Linked DNA regions of Mus musculus: region 1 is linked to region 2. The links are chromatin contacts, called in public HiChIP or PLAC-seq maps. All regions are on one chromosome and are shown on one strand. The core of a region is the stretch at or near the end of the contact, and the rest is flanking DNA. Distances in the headings are between cores, read along the strand shown. Region 1 holds the start of Tmsb10 (thymosin, beta 10). Region 2 overlaps Kcmf1 (potassium channel modulatory factor 1).

Evidence for each region. HiChIP or PLAC-seq counts read pairs in DNA pulled down with a chosen protein or histone mark.
Region 1: an H3K27ac HiChIP or PLAC-seq map of extraembryonic endoderm stem cells shows a contact between it and region 2. The contact joins the promoter of Tmsb10 here to the enhancer-like site in region 2. A contact is called at or near these places in 4 of 39 promoter capture datasets (3T3-L1-derived adipocytes, the C10 cell line, embryonic stem cells and 1 more), 3 of 484 Hi-C or Micro-C datasets (all in embryonic stem cells), 4 of 115 datasets of contacts at active chromatin or transcription factors (bone marrow-derived macrophages, embryonic stem cells and extraembryonic endoderm stem cells) and 3 of 9 other capture datasets (adipose tissue, liver and pancreatic islet).

The regions. Positions count from the first base shown.
Region 1 is chr6:72,956,924-72,960,311 of GRCm38.p6, forward strand. Tmsb10 (thymosin, beta 10) reads right to left here and starts at 1,560. Exons shown (of 3, transcript NM_025284.4): 1 at 1,414-1,560; 2 at 990-1,101; 3 at 424-729. The coding sequence starts at 1,089. The coding sequence ends at 695.
Region 2 is chr6:72,850,219-72,853,502 of GRCm38.p6, forward strand. It overlaps Kcmf1 (potassium channel modulatory factor 1), which reads right to left. Exons shown (of 7, transcript NM_019715.2): 4 at 165-266. Among named protein-coding and RNA genes, the nearest start is that of Kcmf1, 48 kb to the right of the region's middle. Within about 2 kb of position 1,658, at least 18 of the 459 cell types and tissues checked have an H3K27ac peak or open chromatin away from gene starts, as enhancers often do. A contact at or near this core is called in extraembryonic endoderm stem cells, where this site is marked.

The DNA of each region.
Region 1 (3,388 bases), core at 310-2,809, 110 kb after region 2:
CACCCAATAGAAAACCTCGTGTGTTTGTGTCTGAGGGATGGACCCCGACCTCGCCCAATTTCCCACATTCCTGAATGATTCTTTGCATCCTTTCCTCTCAGACTTTAACAAATCACTGCTTCTGGTGTGCGTGAAAGGTTAAGAGGGCAGAAGAAAAGGTAGGATTTGAAGAGCCGATCAAAAGCAAAGCTTAATCTTTTGGACAGCATTTTTCAAAATGGGGTTAAAATTGACATGGATCGCATTAAGGGCGAAGCAACTGAGAACCCAGGAAACCGCATGTCGAGAAGCACGTAAAACAAAAATAAAAACGATACATCCTCCTCACCCATTCTACCACGTCCCCTCCTCTCTCCCTGCGGCACAACTCACTCCCAGACCGCTCTGCCCACGCATACTCAACTAAAAAATTCAGACCACGCCAACCATGCCACGAGGTGTTTTTATTTTCATCAATCATACAAATAATTTTCTATAATATCCCAGGGCAAACCGGTGAAATTTGGCAGTCCGATTAGTGGAGGGGTCCCCTTCAGAGACCCGCGGGCCGGTGGCATCGGCTCGGAGTGCCCGGGTTTCACAGTGCAGCTTGTGGCTCGCGTCCATCTTGCAGGTGGCTCTTCCTCCACATCACGAGGGGGTCTTGGAGATGATGGGGCGGGGTGGGGTGGGGTGGGGAAATCTTCCTAGGCTTTTAGGAGATTTCACTCCTCTTTTCCTGTTCAATGGCTGCGAAGGGAGGGATGTGGTCATTGGAGCTACCTTACAGCCCCCCATACCCAACCCACAAACCTGGTGTGGGTGAGGCACCCACGAGGCCTGCGGACAGAGAAGGGGTTTGGAAGAGACAAAGTGCTTTGTGTGACTGGAAGGGTGGCTGTGGCCTTAGATTCGGGGTGGGAAGATAGTGGCCGGATGGGGGTGGGGGTGCCGGGCTGGCACAGCAGGGAAGGGAGGAGCGCTGGGGTGGGAACCCGGGGCACACTTACTCTCTTTGGTCGGCAGGGTGTTCTTCTCCTGCGTCTCGGTTTTCTTCAGCTTGGCCTTATCGAAGCTGGCGATTTCCCCCATGTCCGGCTTGTCTGCCATTTTCTTACAACTCTGATGGGCGAAACAAGGTGATAATGGGTGGCCAGGGGCTTGGGGGTGACCAGCGCGTCCTGGATCCCGCGCCTTCCGCGAACGCCTCTCAACGTGGCATTCCCAGTCCTGGGCGTTCCCGCAGCCCGGAGGCCGAGGATCCTAGACTCGTCCACCACACCCTCCCTCCGAAGCCCCAGGGCGTGGCCTGCTAGCCCCAGAAGATTCCAAACCGCCGGGTCGCCTGTTGCAACCGAAGGGGAACGCGCCCGCCAGCCATAAACTGGCCCGACCCCACCCAGGGTAGGCCCCAAGGCCGGCGCTGTGCCTTACCGTGGATTCTCCTTCCGAGCTCGCGCTCCAGGTGCTCCCACTCTCGTTGCTGCAGCAAGAGACAAAAGAGCGGCGCCCGCCCCTCGTCTTATATACACCGCGCCCCGCCCCGCCTCTCGCCCGCCGCAACGAGGGCGTGGCCAGCCCGCGCGGAGGGCGTGGCCAGCGCGCGCGGGGGCTGGGGGGCGCTCAGCATCTCCAGGCTGCCTGGGGCTCCGCCCTTCTCGGCCCGCGTTCCTAACCCGTTGCGATCCCGCGTGGAGGGTGGCAGGCACCAGCTCCCGGTGGTCTCTTTTCTTGATATATCTCCTTTTCCTAGTACCCAGGAGCCTGCTGCTCACCCCGCGGGAAGGGCGTGGGGGGGGGGGCAGCGGGGAAGGACTTGGGGTTTTGTTGAATGTATGTGTGGTGTAGGGTTGTGGGTGTGCGGGCGAGCACGCGCGCTCTGCTGCAGCCCTGCTCGCGGGAGACACCCCACCCGCGTCGCCTCAAGTCTCTTGCGTTTGCTCTCCAGAGTCTCCTTCTTTCTATTTTCTTGTGGTTGGTGCTTCTTAAAACAAGCTGTTTTCAGGCATTGTCTAAGGGCGGAGGTGGGAGCTAGGACTCCCGGGAGGGCTCCGCTGTTCCTTTTCTCAGTGGCCTTTTAGAAACACTGTACTGGAGGGTGCGGTTTTTCTCCTTCAGTTAACCTTCAATGTGGTTTTTAGAAGGAAAAAGAGGGGAAAAAGCTCCTGTGCCTGCAAACCTTGCTTTTTCTTGTTAACCCATTCCAGGAGTGGGATACTGCACTCCTGAAAAAGTTACCTCTTCAGCTCCTACAACCCCCATGGACAGTGAGTTCTATTATATCACCCAGGGCTGAAACGCCATCCATCCCCACTCCCATCCCTTTTCCTGTGTTGAATATAGAGCATATTCTACTGATAGAAGAAAAAGAGGAGAAACATTTCCTGAACGGCAAACTTCATGGTTCAGATAGACAGACAAAGAGCAAAATATCTTTGCTTGAAGTAATAACAGTTTAGTGGGGGTGGGGGTTGTAGAGAGTTGTCTCATCCACGTGGGGCTCACCCACACGGTGGCTTACAAGCATCTGTAGCTCTAGTTTTAGGAGACTTGGCATCCTCTTCTGGCCTGCTTGGGCACCAGGTATGAGTTTGGTGTGCATAAAACACTCATGCACATAAAATAAAAATAAATCTTTTAAAGAAAGTTGTTTCTTATGTAACACAATCCTGTGATTTCTGTACTAGTCTCCTTTTTAAAAAATTATTTTCTTTAGAAAGGGCGTCACCTGTTTATGTAGCCATATGTTTATGGATCTCAGTATGTAGATCAGCCTGGATTTGAACTCATAGAGATTGGCCTGTTTCTTGAATGTTAGGCCTAAAAGCCTGTGTTATCATGCCTGGCTTTGTGCTTTTTATTGCATAGTGACTGGTATTCAGGCCCCCTTTCTCTTGTTATTCTGGACCCCTCCATCTTCTATATCCAGGCAGTGGACCAGGAAAGAAAGGAGGATGAAAAGTCACACTAGAATTTAGCCTCAGATTCAGAAGTCGCTTCCATCACTTCTGTCTTCATTTCCTTGGCCTAGAATGTAGTCACATGCTCTTACCCAAAGTCCAGGAAATCTGGGAAACCGAAAGCAGGGCTGGGCAGATTGAAACAGTCTCTACTTGTTGAAGGATCTGCTAAGCTTGAACATAAAACTATCCAGACATCCAGAGATAGTATCTCTGGATTCCGTGCTGGATGCAATGCTAACCTTAAGTTAGGTTTGGACTTCCTGGGCTTCACCTTGAAGTCAGTGCATAAATGTCCAATTGTACAAGGTTGCATCCAAGGTGAACTCCAATCCCTTTTCTCTTTATTGAGGGAAGAAATCTGATTCTTCTAGGTGTAGGCATAGAGAAGAGATGCAGGATTCCCAACAAAGGATCATCAAGTCGACTTGCAGGCATTCCCTGTACTT
Region 2 (3,284 bases), core at 408-2,907:
GAAGAGAGACTGAGAAAAGCAGCTTATACCCTAAAGCACGGCACTGTATGAAAAGGTCAAACACACAAAAACAACTTAGAGATTAGTTTTTTTCTCTCTGAAAGCACTATTCTCAACAACAATCAAAGCACCAATACCACCAGCAAACCCTCCTGAAAGGATATTAAATCTCTAGGGGCTCTGTGTTCAAGTGTCAGATGAGCTGCAAAGTCATCTGTGACATGATTAGGATCTCCTCCAGGTAACGCTGCACATATGGGACAAATCTGCAATGAAGAGAAAGCACAGAGTCAGTACAGAGTTGCTGAGGCCCAGTTCCAACCCAGCAAAGACACTGCAGGTCTGAGCAAGCACTTTTGTCACTCAACTGCAGGGCCATCTCTCAGGGTCACACACAGCAGTTCTAAATAGTTCAAATTTGATTTCCAGCAGAGTTGTCTATCGGTAGGGCTGAGCCACATTTGCGTGGTCTAGCCAAACAGTTCTGGGCAAAACTTTAAAAAATAAACATTTTTACCTAAAATTCAGCCTTGAATGCTGATATCAGACATAAGGTAAGGCATACTTCTCCAAAGGTAGTTAAGGGTCAATCCCCAAATAGAACAGCAAATGCTTGGCTACAGTACAGCTGTGCTCTGGAGAAACAGACTGGAGGATACCTGGGGTTCTCTGCATAGCTTGTCTAGTCTATCTGGCAAGTTCCAGGCCAGAGAGTAATCTTGTCCCAGGAAGGAAGGAAGGAAGGAAGGGAAGGGGGGAGGGAGGGAGGGAGGGAGGGAGGGAGGGAGGGAGGGAGGGAGGGAGGGAGGAAGAAAAGAATGAAAGAGTGAGGGAGGGGGAAGAGGGAAAGGGAGGGAGAGAGGGGGAGGAGAGAAAGAATGAAAAGGGTATCATGGTGGTTTGAACAGGTTTGGTCCTCACACTCATGTGCTTGGCCCATAGGAAGTGGCACCGTTAAGAGGTGTAGCCTTGTTGAGGTAGGTATGGCATTGCTGGAGGAAGTATGCTACTGTGCTTTGAGGTTATATATGCTCAAACTATGCTCAAAGTTGAGACATAGCCCCCTTCTGCTGCCTGCAGATTAAGATGTAGAACTCTTAGTTCCTTCTCCAGCACCATGTCTAGCTGCATGCTGCCATGCTTCCTGCCATGATGATAATGGACTGTATCTTTGAAACTATAAAGCCAGCCTCAATGAACTGTTTTCCTTTATGGGAGATGGCAAGGCCATGGTGTCCCTTCACAGCCATGGAAAGTAAGGCAGGTAGCTATGAAATAGCTATAGAATGTGTATACAATAAGATGAATGAGATAATTAATGCACAAATGAGCACTGATCATTTCTGAAACAACTTGAAGATGGGAGGAGGAGGAGGAGGAGGAGGAGGAAGAAAGCATAGGGAGAGGAAGAGGAAGAGGAAAGAGGAAGAGGAGGAACCGTATTTCCCAGGGGGGTGGGTAGTGTGAGAGTCTGTAAGCAGATCAAGATCAAGGAGTTAGTAACTTCCTTGTTTGCCTAATGGCCAGAGACAGAAACAACATGTAAGAATAAAACAATGTGCACACGGGTAGAGGAGATGATGGTTGGAAAGGAACTCCCTTCTTTCCCCAAAGCTTGAGCGAAAACCACAGGGCAGGTAATCTTGGCAGCTGCCAGGAGGGGGCAGTGGAGAAGACAGGGTCCAAGAGGGGATGTGTTCAGCCACAGGGGTGAGCAGCTGAGCGGAGCGTGGGGGAGATTCAGAGATGAGTGGGAATGAGAGTGCCAGGCAAGGGTGCTCAGGATTTTGGCCAGTATACAAAGAAGAGCCAAAATGGAGGAGAAACGGAAGAGGGGTTAGGCTTTGGGGTTAGAACTTACAGAGGTGGGCAGGATCAGCCGCCGAAAATCTCTAGCCAATTGCTGGAAAGGCCATTTTGAAAAACTTTTTACCACAATTAGTGAATGGGAGGTGGAAGACAGAAAAGAGTAAAAAATTATTCCTTCCGTGACATAGGAAAAGTTTCCAAATCCTAAGACACAGACAAGGACTGGAGCTGAAAGCTGAGGTGTGTGAGCATGTCAACACCTCACTAGTCATGTGACAAGTGGAAGACTCCGGCCATTAGAGTCTATGGGAGCTGGCTTACAGCAGCACTCGAGGAGGAAACTGGCAAGATGGCATCAGATCAATGCTGAAACACAGAGCAGAAGGCTGACCAATCTGACTCCTGGCTCCCAAGTAAACACACTTTCCATTTTTTCTGAGAGCAGAAGGCCCTGAGAGTATGACTGTGATTTGGTAACGAGTCTCTAATGCCCAACTGGCTGTCCTGATTACTTATGCCTCAAGCCTGAAAAATAACTAAGAAAACCTAAGGATGCTCACAAGAAAAAAAACAAGGACGGGCTGAAGACAGAGTTGGAAAGGTCAGGGTGGAATGTGCCAAGGGAAGTGACAGAAGCCAGCAAGCACACTCTCAAGTCCAGTTTACAACGGTCAGGATTTCTCCTCCCTTGAAGAGAAAAGCAGTGGTCTCTGCTCTTGAATTTACGAACTGTGAGCTCTTCCCTAGAAACGCAGGCCACCTGGTGTCGCTCCTGTGCTCTGGGATGACTGCTTACTCAACTTTCTAGGTGCTTCTGCCTAGTTAGACTACAAGCTTTTGTGTTTTGGAGACCAGTTCTTCTATATAGAAGCCCTTCCCTAAATACTGTCTGACTGGAAATGGTGTGTATATTCAGGTACATAGAGAGCTCACACGAAGCCCAACATCCTACTATATCCACTTGAATCCATTCTCAGGCCTGGGTTTGCCCCAAGTCTTCCCAGCCCAAGCCGTGGCTTCCGTATTGCTAGACACTCGCACTCTCCACTCTGCCTCAGAGAAACCATGCTGCCTTCCAGTCACAAGGATCCAAGTTTGATTCCTTAGGAGCCGATGCTAAGGAAAGTTGCTGGGTTTGATGGCACGTGCTTCGATTCTAGTGCTGGGGAGGTGGAGACAGCTGGACTTCTATAAAGTACCATATATCTCTTGAGAAAATATCTGAATTGAACTCCATGTATCAATTCCTCTGAAAATGTATTAAGTTTGGAGCCATGGAAAATTTTTTCCTTCTTAAGAATGTCTGTTCCAAAGCTTATGAATTCTCAGCATCATTTATGTCCTTCTGTTACTTTCTGGTGCCACTAAGCACACATCCATTCTCTAGCAACGATCATCTTGAGAGGGACAGCTTCCTTGGGTATGATGATGCACACTCATTCACGTAATCAGCATGCTTAGGGCTGTCAGATTTC